2 separate regions of the Mus musculus genome follow, and region 2 is linked to region 1. Evidence: chromatin contacts called from public HiChIP or PLAC-seq data. All regions are on one chromosome and are shown on one strand. Each heading gives the region's core, a stretch centred on a gene start, on an enhancer-like site or on the middle of the called end of the contact. The rest is flanking DNA. Distances are from core to core; before and after follow the strand shown. Region 1 holds the start of Spin4 (spindlin family, member 4). Region 2 overlaps Arhgef9 (CDC42 guanine nucleotide exchange factor (GEF) 9).

Region 1 (5,872 bases), core at 2,052-4,551:
CTCCACTCCCTGTTAGCAGCTTTCCTCAGCATATAGCCCACGGCTCTGACATCTGGAATATCTTGGGGTCTCCAAGGCAACTTCAATGTTACAGCTTCTTGTTTCAATGTCTGGCATCTACACATGATCTTCTGGGCTCTTCCAAAGGGCTGACATCACTTCTCTGGTTCTGCCCTCTTTAGCATTCTAAGCTCAGGTTGATCCACTCCACTGATGCTTCTGTTCTTGGTGATCATCCCACGGTACTGGCATCTCCAATATGCTGGGGTCTTCCGCTGCATCTAGGTTTCACCAATAGCCTCTCATAGGCTCTCTCTTCGTGCCAAGCCTCAACTCCTTTACATGGAGCCTTCAGTCCTGAGCTGTTAACTACAACTGAGGCTGCACCTTCGCCAATATCCTTTCATGGCCTATCACTGTGCCAAGACTCAGCTGCTCTTCATGACCTTCATACCACCTGGGTGACTATTAAACATTACCAAGTACAGCTGCAGCAGGAGGTACAACCTTGACTATCTCTGGAACACAGCTTCTTTGTGCTCTCAGAAAACACTTCCCAGTACCAACTTCTGTCTTAGTTAGGGTTTTACTGCTGTGAAGACACCATGACCAAGGCAACTCTTATAAAGAACTTACTTATAAAGAGCTTACAGCTTCAGAGGTTCAGTCCATTATCATCAAGGTGAGAACATAGCAGACATGGTACAGGCAGAGTTGAGAGTTCTACATCTTCATCTGAGGGTCTTAAAGCCCATGCCCACAGTGACACACCTACTCCAACAAGGCCACACCCACTCCAACAGGGCCACACATTCTAATAGTGCTACTCCCTGGACCTAGTGTATACAAACCATCACAGCACCCATACATGATAATTAACACAAAGACCCACAACTGGACAATGTGCAGAAAATGAGAGATTTTAGTGTACTCTGTCCTAAGTGGCATGCCTTTATCAAACACTCTCCTCAAGGCTCAGGGGTCTATGAGGAAGATGTGGAAGAAAGACTGTAGCAACCAGAGATGGTAGATGATTTCAAAGAGATTGTGTCTTTAAGGTACAACAGGACTGATAGATGTATAGACTCACAGAACTATGATAGCACAAACAAGACCTGCTCAGGTTCAGACCTTGCAAAGTCTCAGCATTTAGAAGGAGAGATGGACATTAAATCCCATCCCTAACCAAGGAGTTACTTGCAATTGGTATCTGCTGAGAAATGGAAAATCAGTTTTCTCCAATAGAGTGTCACTGGGTATATAAATCATACTTCAAGACAGGCCAACATAAAAGAGACTCCATGTTTTTGTGTATGCTTTTTTTGTCTTATTGTTTTTGTTTGTTTGTTTTGATTTGTTTTTTTTTAGAGAGAGCATAATGTTGGGTTGGGGAAATATGATCCAATTATTCTATATTTAAAAAAAATGAATGGAACCACAACTTCAACTTTTGGATTTCAGGGAGGAAAACAAAAATAAAGACGAGTTCAATTAATCAATTCATATATGAAAAGGAGAGTTGTATTAGTTACTTTTTCTGCCTTAGACTATTTAGGATAAATGAGGAGCCATTGAAGGAATATTAAGAACAAACAGTGTGGGTTAACTGAAGTTCTCTGGGGGAAAAGCCACACATACGTTGAACTTTGTACATGGTTGATTAACTGACTCAGTTATGAGTATAATGGAGGAGTTCAGCTGTCGCAGTTCCAGAGTCACATTATCTTAAACTATCTTCACCCTCACCCCACCCAAAATGGTCATGTATTGTTCAACTCTGTGAGTGACCTAACCATTCTTCCGGCTATTAGGTAAGTTCTTTTGGAATGTGTGCACAGATCCTCGGCTTTCACTGGCCCAAAGGCAGGGAATGCTGTCAGATAGTATCTGAAGCCTACTGCAGAAGTTTCTCCGGTTTGCTATAACACGCCTACCCAAGGCTTCCCCTGATGCCTTTTAAAAGTTTCCTGATTTATAGTTCTCTTTGTTTTGCTGCTATAAAAATTTCATGAGGCCAGTTGGGTAAGAGGCTTATCTTACAAAGGAACTTGTGGCATAAACCTGTGGACTTGGGTTCAATCCATTGAATTCAAGTAAATGTGGAAGGAAAGAAGTTACTACACAATGTTATCTTCTGATTTCCACTTTTCCACTTCTGCCCCCTTCCAACATAGACACTTCATGCACACACAGGTTAATAATAAACAGCAGCGACAACACCAACAAAATTCCATGAAACTGTTACCACATTGGAACATAGAACTTGGGGTAACCTAAAGTTGTGGACCTTGGTCTTGGTCACTTATATTTGATTCTAGAATAAACCATCTTTTATTTTGAGATGAGAGCTGTGTTCTTTATGTTCACATATGGAACCATTAAAAATTGTGTTTCCAGCCTGGCATGGTGGCGCATGGTTTTAATCCCAGTACTTGGGAGGCAGAGAAGGGGGGGGGGGCATATCTCTGAGTTCGAGGCCAGCCTGGTATGTAGAGTGAGTTCCAGGACAGTCAGGGCTACCCAGGGAAACCCTGTCTCAAAAAACTGAAAAACAAATCATGTTTCCAGCATATTTAATCATGACAGAAACTACTCGTGATATAAGTGACAAAGTAAGCAAAAAAGGTATAGAAATATAAAAGTTGCTCTCAAATGCATAAGGTTATAGAAAGATATATTAATAAGAAATCAGCTTAATAAACATTTTGATGTTTGCCTGGTTTGTATGGCTAAAGTTAGTTTTGTTTTGCTTTGCTTTTTATTTCACTCAGTTTTAGAAAAGCAAATACCAGCATATTTTCCTTCCACTTAGAAAAACATACTAAAAATCGTTAGGACGAATGATCAGGTAGAAAATATAAAGGAGAGTTTAAGTTAACATGGTGGACTGTGCACGACTTTTCCCCAATCCCGCTTCAAATTTCTTAAAAAAGAAAGAAATTGTAGATTTGTTTATACAATTTCTCCCACCCCACGTATTTTTTTTTCTTTCTTTTTCACTTTTCTTTTCTTTTTCTGCTTGTGAGGAATTCCTGGAAGATAGAAAGCAGATGGAGCCTCAGTGAAGTATGCAGTTGGGCAGCAGACAGCCTGCAGGGGAGGAGGGGTGTTGTACTGTCTGGTTCTGGTGGGAATGAACCGGCTGGGGGGCCACGGGAGTAAAGGAGAGAGCCTGTGTCAGTGTGGCTGCCCCAGGAGCGGAAGGCAGGACGGAAGCGGGAGGGGTGGAGGAAAGGAGAGGGCGGGCTCAGAGGAGGAGGATTCCCTAAGCAACAAAAATCCCGGTTTCGCAGATTGGCCAAGCTGACAAGCGCTGCCAAGACCAGGCCGCGCAAAGCGCAAACTGCTGGGAGACGTGCTACTGCCTGCACTTTCGTGGCCGCGAAACATCCCTGTTATCTCCGGTCCAGGTTAACAGTCCACTTCTTCTCTGTTGCCGTTCTGCGACCGCAGCAGCGTTGACAACAGCTAAGTGGCGGATTCTGGCTGGGACGTGGGCTTGGGAGTCCGGGAAGGCGCCAGGGGCGGACAGAACGAACCCGGGAGCCCGCCATCTCTCTGGAGCCATCACTATTGCAGTCACCCCTCCCTGAAGGAGGAAAAAAGCACTAGTGAGCGGCACTCTCTGTCTCAGTTCCCAGTCAGTTAGCTCTTTTCTGACAAAATCTGAAAAGAGGACTGATACAGTCTCTCGGATCGCGAAAAATATCTGCCGTTGGACACTGCTGACTGTTAGTCAGCTTGTTAAGCAAAGAGCAGCTTTACTTTGGCCACCGAAGCCTCGAGCCATGTCTCCTCCGACTGTGCCTCCTACTGGGGTGGATGGTGTGTCCGCGTACCTGATGAAGAAAAGGCACACTCACAAGAAGCAGCGCCGTAAGCCCACTTTCCTCACTCATAGGAACATCGTGGGCTGCCGCATTCAACACGGCTGGAAAGAAGGCAATGAGCCCGTGGAGCAATGGAAAGGTACTGTGCTCGAGCAGGTCTCCGTGAAGCCCACTCTGTATATCATCAAATATGATGGCAAAGACAGTGTGTACGGACTGGAACTGCACAGAGATAAGAGAGTTTTAGCGCTGGAGATTCTTCCTGAGAGAGTTCCTTCTCCTCGCATTGACTCTCGCCTGGCCGATTCCCTGGTTGGGAAGGCAGTGGGACATGTGTTCGAAGGTGAGCATGGCAAGAAAGATGAGTGGAAGGGTATGGTGTTGGCGCGAGCCCCCATCATGGATACTTGGTTTTACATCACCTACGAGAAAGATCCGGTCCTCTATATGTACACCCTGCTGGACGACTACAAAGATGGTGACCTGCGTATCATTCCAGATTCCAACTACTACTTCCCTGCAGCTGAACAGGAGCCTGGGGAGGTGCTCGACAGCCTTGTGGGCAAGCAGGTGGAACACGCCAAAGACGACGGGTCCAAGAGAACTGGGATCTTTATTCATCAGGTGGTAGCCAAGCCATCTGTCTACTTCATTAAGTTTGATGATGATATTCACATTTATGTCTATGGCTTGGTGAAAACCCCGTAAGTTTATAGACCTCTTTGCGAAACGTGTGGAACTATCAGAGGATAAATATTTTATGTTCTCAAAATTAAGTTTTTCTGAGGTCAATTTTGAGGTCAAAAGTTCTGGACAGTGGCTAAATCTTATTGTGCCTCCATATCTTATATTGACTGTTTTCCAGTTCTGACTCAAGTATATGTTGGTACTTTTGTTCTTTGTTTTATAATTGAAATTTTAAATTGGCTGCTAAGAAAAAAAGAGAAGTGTTTGGATTCACCGAAACAACTCAAAAGTAGATAAACTGTGCAACGTGGCTTCTGCTCCCTTCCCCCTCTTTCTAATTCTTCCCCTTAGTTTGAGAATTTGGCATTTTTCTTGGGATGTTTTCCCTGCTCTCAAGCAGAAACTTCAATGTAACTTTTGTAAAACTGACTTCCATATGATATGGTTTTTGATAAATGGCACAGTCAGTCTCTGTCCGTCACTCTCATACTTCCTCTCACCAGTGTTCACAGTCCATACAGATGTGCCAAAAAGTATCCATTCTGGTATTGGTGGGCATTTATTTCCTTTTTTACTCATAATGATGTTTTATTGTATTAAGGTGCTCTTATTTCTATAGAAGTGTTATGTAGGTGTATATTTAGTTTTAAGAACTATTGCAAGGTTGCCATCCACTGGTCTTTGATGTTTGCAACGCTGACAGGTAGAACGTTCCATGGGTTCCTGATTATTTGATGTTTACCTGACTCAATGAGACTTATTTTTTTCTACTTGGGATATTTCTCTTTTTTTGTTTTGCTAATTCCTATTCTTTGTTTCTTGTCTATATATACATATATATATTCAGTTGATATTTTCCATGTAAAGTTATAGGAATTTCTACAATGAAAGTACATTTAATCTTTTTTATTTCATGTGTTAATGAACTTTATATTGTTATTAATCTTTATTGTTCACTTTACAATTTTAAAAACTTAATTTTATAATTTTTAAATGTTTATGTCTTTTATAAATTTTTAGTTTCCTATCTTCTTCAGACAGGTGTCCCTAACCTAGGTCATACCAATATTCACTTGGTTTTTCTTTTATAATCTTTATTATATTTAAATTTTTATCTACCTGAAATTCATTTTTGCATATGCTAATACATAGGGACTCAACTCTAAATATTTTGCATTACATATTCTACTGTAGAAATTACTTTTTAAAAAATCACTCTTTTTCAAATTTCTGAGTGAAAGTTAATTTTAAACATAATACCAGACCATGAGTTTCAGAAACTGGAATAACAAATTCCCTTTCAATAGTTGTTTTTCTTTCTTATTATAATTTATCCTCAACATTCATCCTTTCAA
Region 2 (5,872 bases), core at 1,776-4,275, 50 kb before region 1:
CCTCCTGCTGGATCCATTGTATGTTTGTTGCCTGAACATGTGTTTCTATGGCTAATTGTTTGGTGTTGGATAATCAATCTGGAGGCTTATCGCTTCCTCATCTATTTCCAATGATGAAGGCTCATGGTCACAGATTATTTGGCAATTTCTACATCAACTTCCAATATTTCCTTATTAGACATCTACCACTTAACGTAAGGATACCTGGTCTCATGACTGTGAGCTAAAGACAGACAGGAGTAGCAATATGCCCAAGGAAGAAGAGGATAAAGACAAAAGACAAAGCCACAGAAAGACTATTTTTTTCAGGTCTCAGGAGCTATATTAAGATGCCCCAAACAAGAGTTTTTAGAGTGTTAGAGACTTAGCCTGATAGAAATGTCTGAAATGAAACAGCCAGAGTAGTCTCTGAAGTAGAAGACTGGATGAAAAGTGATAGGAAATAAATGAAATTCATATGAATTCTTTCATATGAAAGTATGTCATAATTACCCCTTACCTAAAGTAAGAAGAAAAGGGGAAATATAAATGTCATGGTTAGTTGATATGTCTAAAACTAGAAAATCTTGGTTCTGTTACTCCAAATAATGGGTGGTAGCCAACCATTGTACCATTTTCTTCTTGTTGTGTTCACTTTTAAAGCTAGTGGTACAGATCAGATGTGATAGCATTTATTCTTGAACCATTGTAAGAAAAGACAGCCAGCTAAAATGGCAAGACTAACAACTATAGGACCACAGCCATGATTGCCTAATACTTGTGGTCAGGAAGAGGACTTTCTTATCACCAACGTCCAATTGAATGTCATGTTTGTGATGGCCTTGGAGGATTAAGATAATAACTAATACAACTGAGGAACTAAATTTTTAGCTTATTGAAGTTTAATTAAATATGACTATGGTACCACTCTGAATGGGATAATTCTATGATTACCTCCCAGAAAGTGGATTAAAATACTGGTACCCTCAAATCAATAAAAGGAAAGACACAGGGGATAGGGAACTGGGCCTGAAGAATTGCAGTACTTATTTCTGTCATTACTGCCCACACTGTCATTACAGTTCTGTCTAACTGGCTTGGTCATTCTTGTCAGAGAGAAACACTGACAGTGTTAATGAGCTCACAGATCATCCATAGAGAGGAACAAGCAATGTGACAAGATGCATAATGTGACAGTGGGAACAAACGTGAAGTTTTACAGGTGAATCTGAGCACTCAACAATTCAAGAACCGGTTGAGAGATTCATCTCCTAGAAAGCATGTTTTGGAGAGCCTTAGACAGTATAATTAGTCGGTAATTACACTCAGTATGGCTGACTCATCATAATACCAGAAAACATTCTAAGGTTCAAAATATGAGTACTTCTAGCTGTCTCGAGAAAGAATAATTTGGTTAAGAGAAAAGTCTGTTACTACAGTGGATCAAATGCAATAGTGTTTGAGGTCTATAGTTCTGGAATGTGTGCAAAGTACAAATTGGAGTCATGGATGGTACCTAAGAGGAGGTGTTGCATGGTATCTGTCCTGGCATCTAGAGCTCCCCTTCTTTGACTTGTTCCATCATCCCATTCTCCAATACATTAATAACAGGGAAACAACATTTTTGCATCCTTTCTCACAGCTATTTTTCCAATCAGTGCTGGGAGAGTATAAAGGCTACAACCACAAGATAGTTTAGCTTTACTGAAAGAAGATATTAATACTGAGCTGTAATTAATCTTATTGCCTTCTCAGGTCATCCTGTCTGTGTCAAGTGGCTGGAGTCGCATTTTCAGTCTGCCTTTTATAATAGCTATTCAATTGGAAATCAGGTCAGACAGCAGACAAAATTGGGTAGAATGATATGACTCTCAACACAAATTATCAAATGTTTCTAGAAGCTGGGATATAGGTTGTACTTCTCAGACCAAGAATTCTATGGGAGATATCCTGTATTACAGCTATCACAAGAGAAATGCTTAATACTTAAGTACTTAATCTTATGAATTAAGAGTAAAATAATATGTATGGATGAGTGCATTTATTTATTAAACCCATCAATAAATTCTGCCAAAATCTCCCCATTTTCTGCATGAGAAAATTGAATCAAGTGCGAGTGATACTTGCTGAAGACAACACTGCTAGTTAGTGATAAAACTGGGTGTGAACTCAAGAGTCTGGCTTCAAATTATGTGTTCTCATGCATTATCCTATACTGATCTCCTCATTGTACCAGAAGAAAAATATCACTATTATTCCATGGTGACCACAGTGACGCCTTAGAAATGCAGATAGAAGAGATGACTAGGATGTCTGGACTATACTATGTATAATGCTTCTGTCTTGTTCCTTGGCTGGTTTTATCAGGTAAAACACAAATAGAGAGCTATAAAATTTGAAGAGATCTATTCCCTTTGAAAAGAGTTTACAGGAAGGATATCTACGAGGCTGGTATGGTTTTTGTATGAACATAAGTCACATAGTCATCTAAAAATAGGACTGGAAATTACTATCTGATAATCCAGACTCTTACTAAGGAGGAAGAATAGAATGGATTTAGGAGTGGCGTATTGCACATTGGTTCATCCACATTTCACTCTTATTTCTTCACAGTGATTACAGATACGTTGCAGCTGCTTTGGCTGTCATGAGAAATGTGACTCAGCAGATCAATGAACGCAAGCGACGTCTGGAGAATATTGACAAGATTGCGCAATGGCAGGCCTCTGTCCTAGACTGGGAGGTAGGCCCTTTATTAACAGGGGTTTGGGGAGGCCCCACTTGCTTGTTGAACAAGCTATAACTAGCATCCTGGCCAAGCTCTGTTTTCATCATTATTCTAAAAATATTCTGTCACCTAGTCATCCCAGTGTGGACACCCACAGTTTCTTTGATCTTAGAGAGGAAGTGACTGAAATCGTCAACCTTTCCTTGCCAAATGCCACAAACTAGGAGTGATGACACTTCTTCCTCATCTCTCAGGCCCAGGTTGTGTGACCTGATAGCACGTAGGCTGACATAACCAAGATGGAAAATGTCAGCAGGAAGGAAGTGGCATTTAAAAACGGTGTGGTGAGAGTAGAGAAGTAGATCCAGTACCTTTCCATATGGCCTTCAACTCAAGTAGAACTTTCTGTGTTTAAATAACAGCATTTCCTTTAACATTTCAAATTGCTTAGTCTAGCCCAAGGTGACCGGTATTAGGGTCAACAAAGAGTTGATAAATGTTCAGACAAAATCTTTGTTCTTCTACTTCTATTCTTCCTAGTGTGGATGATTTAAAAACACCACAATAATTATCAGTTGACACATTTTTATTCTGTTTGATAGATAATGTCTTCTAAGGGTAGAATACCAGTGATACCTTGAGATATAAAAATAAAATACAATATATATGTATAGATAGAGGGCAAGAGGGCAGAATGTATACATGTTTTCATATATTTAAACCCTTGCTTATAACAAGACACCATCACTGGCCCAGACTTAAAAGAAAGTAATGGATTCTCCTTTCATTGGGAAACCTTCAGAACCTATTTTCCCTTGAACAGAGAAAGGTAGGATGAGTAACATGAAGACATTTGTTGTCTTGGTAAGGTCGACTATTTGGCTAGAGAATAAAAACTCTTGCTTTAAATCAGTGTCTGTGTTTTTCTCCTCCTCTTTTCCTCATGAATATTCAGATCTATCTCTAGTTACCATTAGAGTTACTTATCTCTAGTTACCATTTCAGTCATCTGCCATATCCTATGGAGACTACTCTACCCCTCATAAATCTTAAAAAGTAAGGAGATAAGTTAAATTGTCATGTATCCTTTAAAGAGATTACAGCTTACAGCAGTTTAGATTAGAATGGAGGAGAGCCTGTTTCCAAGGTCCGTAGTTTCTGGAAATTTTCCATTTCTGAGCTCTGTGGTTCAGAGATTTGGATGAGCTGTCATTTCACTCTTTCACGTTAAATCATTTTAAATAAAGAGAAATGGGATATATCCCTGATAGCTTCTCTTCAGCTTCCCCCACCCCCGAAGATTTTCAGAAAGTGCTCGTGTTTGTACCTCATGTTTGAGAACTAAATCATGTGGCTATAATTTTCTCTTTATAGTATCTCTCCCTTTCTTACCTGCTTGTTTAATACCTGATGCCCTATTCTTGTCTGCTTGTTTAAAACCTGATGTCCTGTTCTTGTTTACTATTGGATGGTATAATTCAAAGAAACCAGAAGATATATACCACAGTATGATGGATACAGAAAAGGTATCCATTTAAAAGTGAAGGTGAATAAATTAAGTGTACTTCTTGGTCCAGAAGATTAAACATAGGCCCAGGTAAATTTATTACTTCTTTACACTTACTGACATAAGTTGACTCAGACACCATTGAAGATTAAACTGGTTAAAAAGGGTTACATTTTGTTTTACCATTCTTTCAGTACTGCTCTACCTTTTTGACCTTAAAACCTGACATTTTTCATCAACAAATGTATTGGGTCTTATTGAGAGCTATCCTGGGATGCAAGCAGCGTATGGGTCACAGGTTAGATTAGATATGCCTGCTAGGCCGTTCAGGACACAGCTCCAATATCAATTATCCTGTAATCAGGTAAATGAAGCTGAAAAAATGGGTTGCTAGAATTAATTAGACTGAAATGAAGTCTGTTCCTTGAGACATTGGCTTCACAAAAAGTATATGAAAAACTTGCAGGAAAGCTCTGGGCAGGGTTTAATGGTCACTGTTGATCTTTTAACCATTGATTTCTTCACTAACAGATTGTTGAATACTTACTCAGTATCGGGCATCATTCTGTGTTCTAGAGATGTGTTAAGTGGTGGATCAGTTTCTATGCTTTATGTTTCAATAAGGAAGAAAAACAACAAAAGAATTTCATCATCAGATATGGATAGGGAATATGGAGAAAATAACGTATTTTAGGCTAAAGTAATATAAGAATTACCAAAGGGGACGACATTTGAGAAAAGACCTAAAGGAGATGAAGGAGAAAAATCATGTGGCCTTTTTGCAGCAGAGCATCTAAGGTGGAAGGAAGACCCTGAAATCCCAGAGTTAATGTGCCAAGCAAAAGAAAGAGGCCAGTGTCGCTGAGGGGAAGGCAGAAGATTGTAAATGAATAATGGGAGGTCAGATTATATATCCTTAAAGGGCTTTGGCTTTAAGTTTGGGTGGAAGGCACTGGAGGATATTGAGCAAATATATGACAGTAGGAGACTTGCCTTGTGAACAGCCCCTCTTTGTCTGGCCCTTGCCAGCCATTACAGAATCTGAGATGAGTCAGACATGGCCTTATTCATCTAGAGCAGGCACATAGGAAAGTGAAACGTTTGCAGTAAATGCTGAAAAGAAGGAAGAACCCCATAAAGGCAGTGGGAGTAAAATGCATTTTGTGGGGCAAGATAAAGGGATGGATGGTGCAAGGTGAGGCAGAGGAGACAAGAATGAAAGCTGTAAACAGTGAGAGCACCCTTTCCCTTATGTAAATGTAACTATTCCCTCACACAAACATATTTGCTACTTTCAAGTAGTCATGTGGAGTGGATCAAACAGGACCTGCTTAAACCACTTCCCAGAGACACAGAGTGAGTTAACACAGTCATTTTAACAGACTCATCTTATTGATCTTCCAATGTAGCAAATTTTTCTGATAGACAAGGTACCATCATTCAAAAGCAGTCTTGTAGTTAGGCACATGGGATTCTGAACTTGGGTGTAACTTTAATTTTTTTCAATGTCTACTTTTAGTGATAGCTCTTTTTTTTTTTAATTTTTTTTATTTATTTATTTATTATATGTAAATACACTGTAGCTGTCTTCAGACACTCCAGAAGAGGGAGTCAGATCTCATTACAGATGGTTGTGAGCCACCATGTGGTTGCTGGGA

The links. HiChIP or PLAC-seq counts read pairs in DNA pulled down with a chosen protein or histone mark.
Region 2: a contact with region 1 is called in a BATF HiChIP or PLAC-seq map of CD8 T cells, with 6 read pairs. The contact joins the enhancer-like site here to the promoter of Spin4 in region 1. A contact is called at or near these places in 3 of 484 Hi-C or Micro-C datasets (CD8 T cells, embryonic fibroblasts and nephron progenitors), 1 of 115 datasets of contacts at active chromatin or transcription factors (CD8 T cells) and 3 of 9 other capture datasets (adipose tissue, liver and pancreatic islet).

Annotation. Positions count from the first base shown.
Region 1 is chrX:95,024,111-95,029,982 of GRCm38.p6, reverse strand. Spin4 (spindlin family, member 4) reads left to right here and starts at 3,301. Exons shown (of 1, transcript NM_178753.4): 1 at 3,301-5,872. The coding sequence starts at 3,789. The coding sequence ends at 4,538.
Region 2 is chrX:95,074,289-95,080,160 of GRCm38.p6, reverse strand. Arhgef9 (CDC42 guanine nucleotide exchange factor (GEF) 9) reads left to right here. Exons shown (of 10, transcript NM_001290385.1): 6 at 2,593-2,722. Among named protein-coding and RNA genes, the nearest start is that of Spin4, 51 kb to the right of the region's middle. Within about 2 kb of position 3,025, at least 17 of the 459 cell types and tissues checked have an H3K27ac peak or open chromatin away from gene starts, as enhancers often do. A contact at or near this core is called in CD8 T cells, where this site is marked.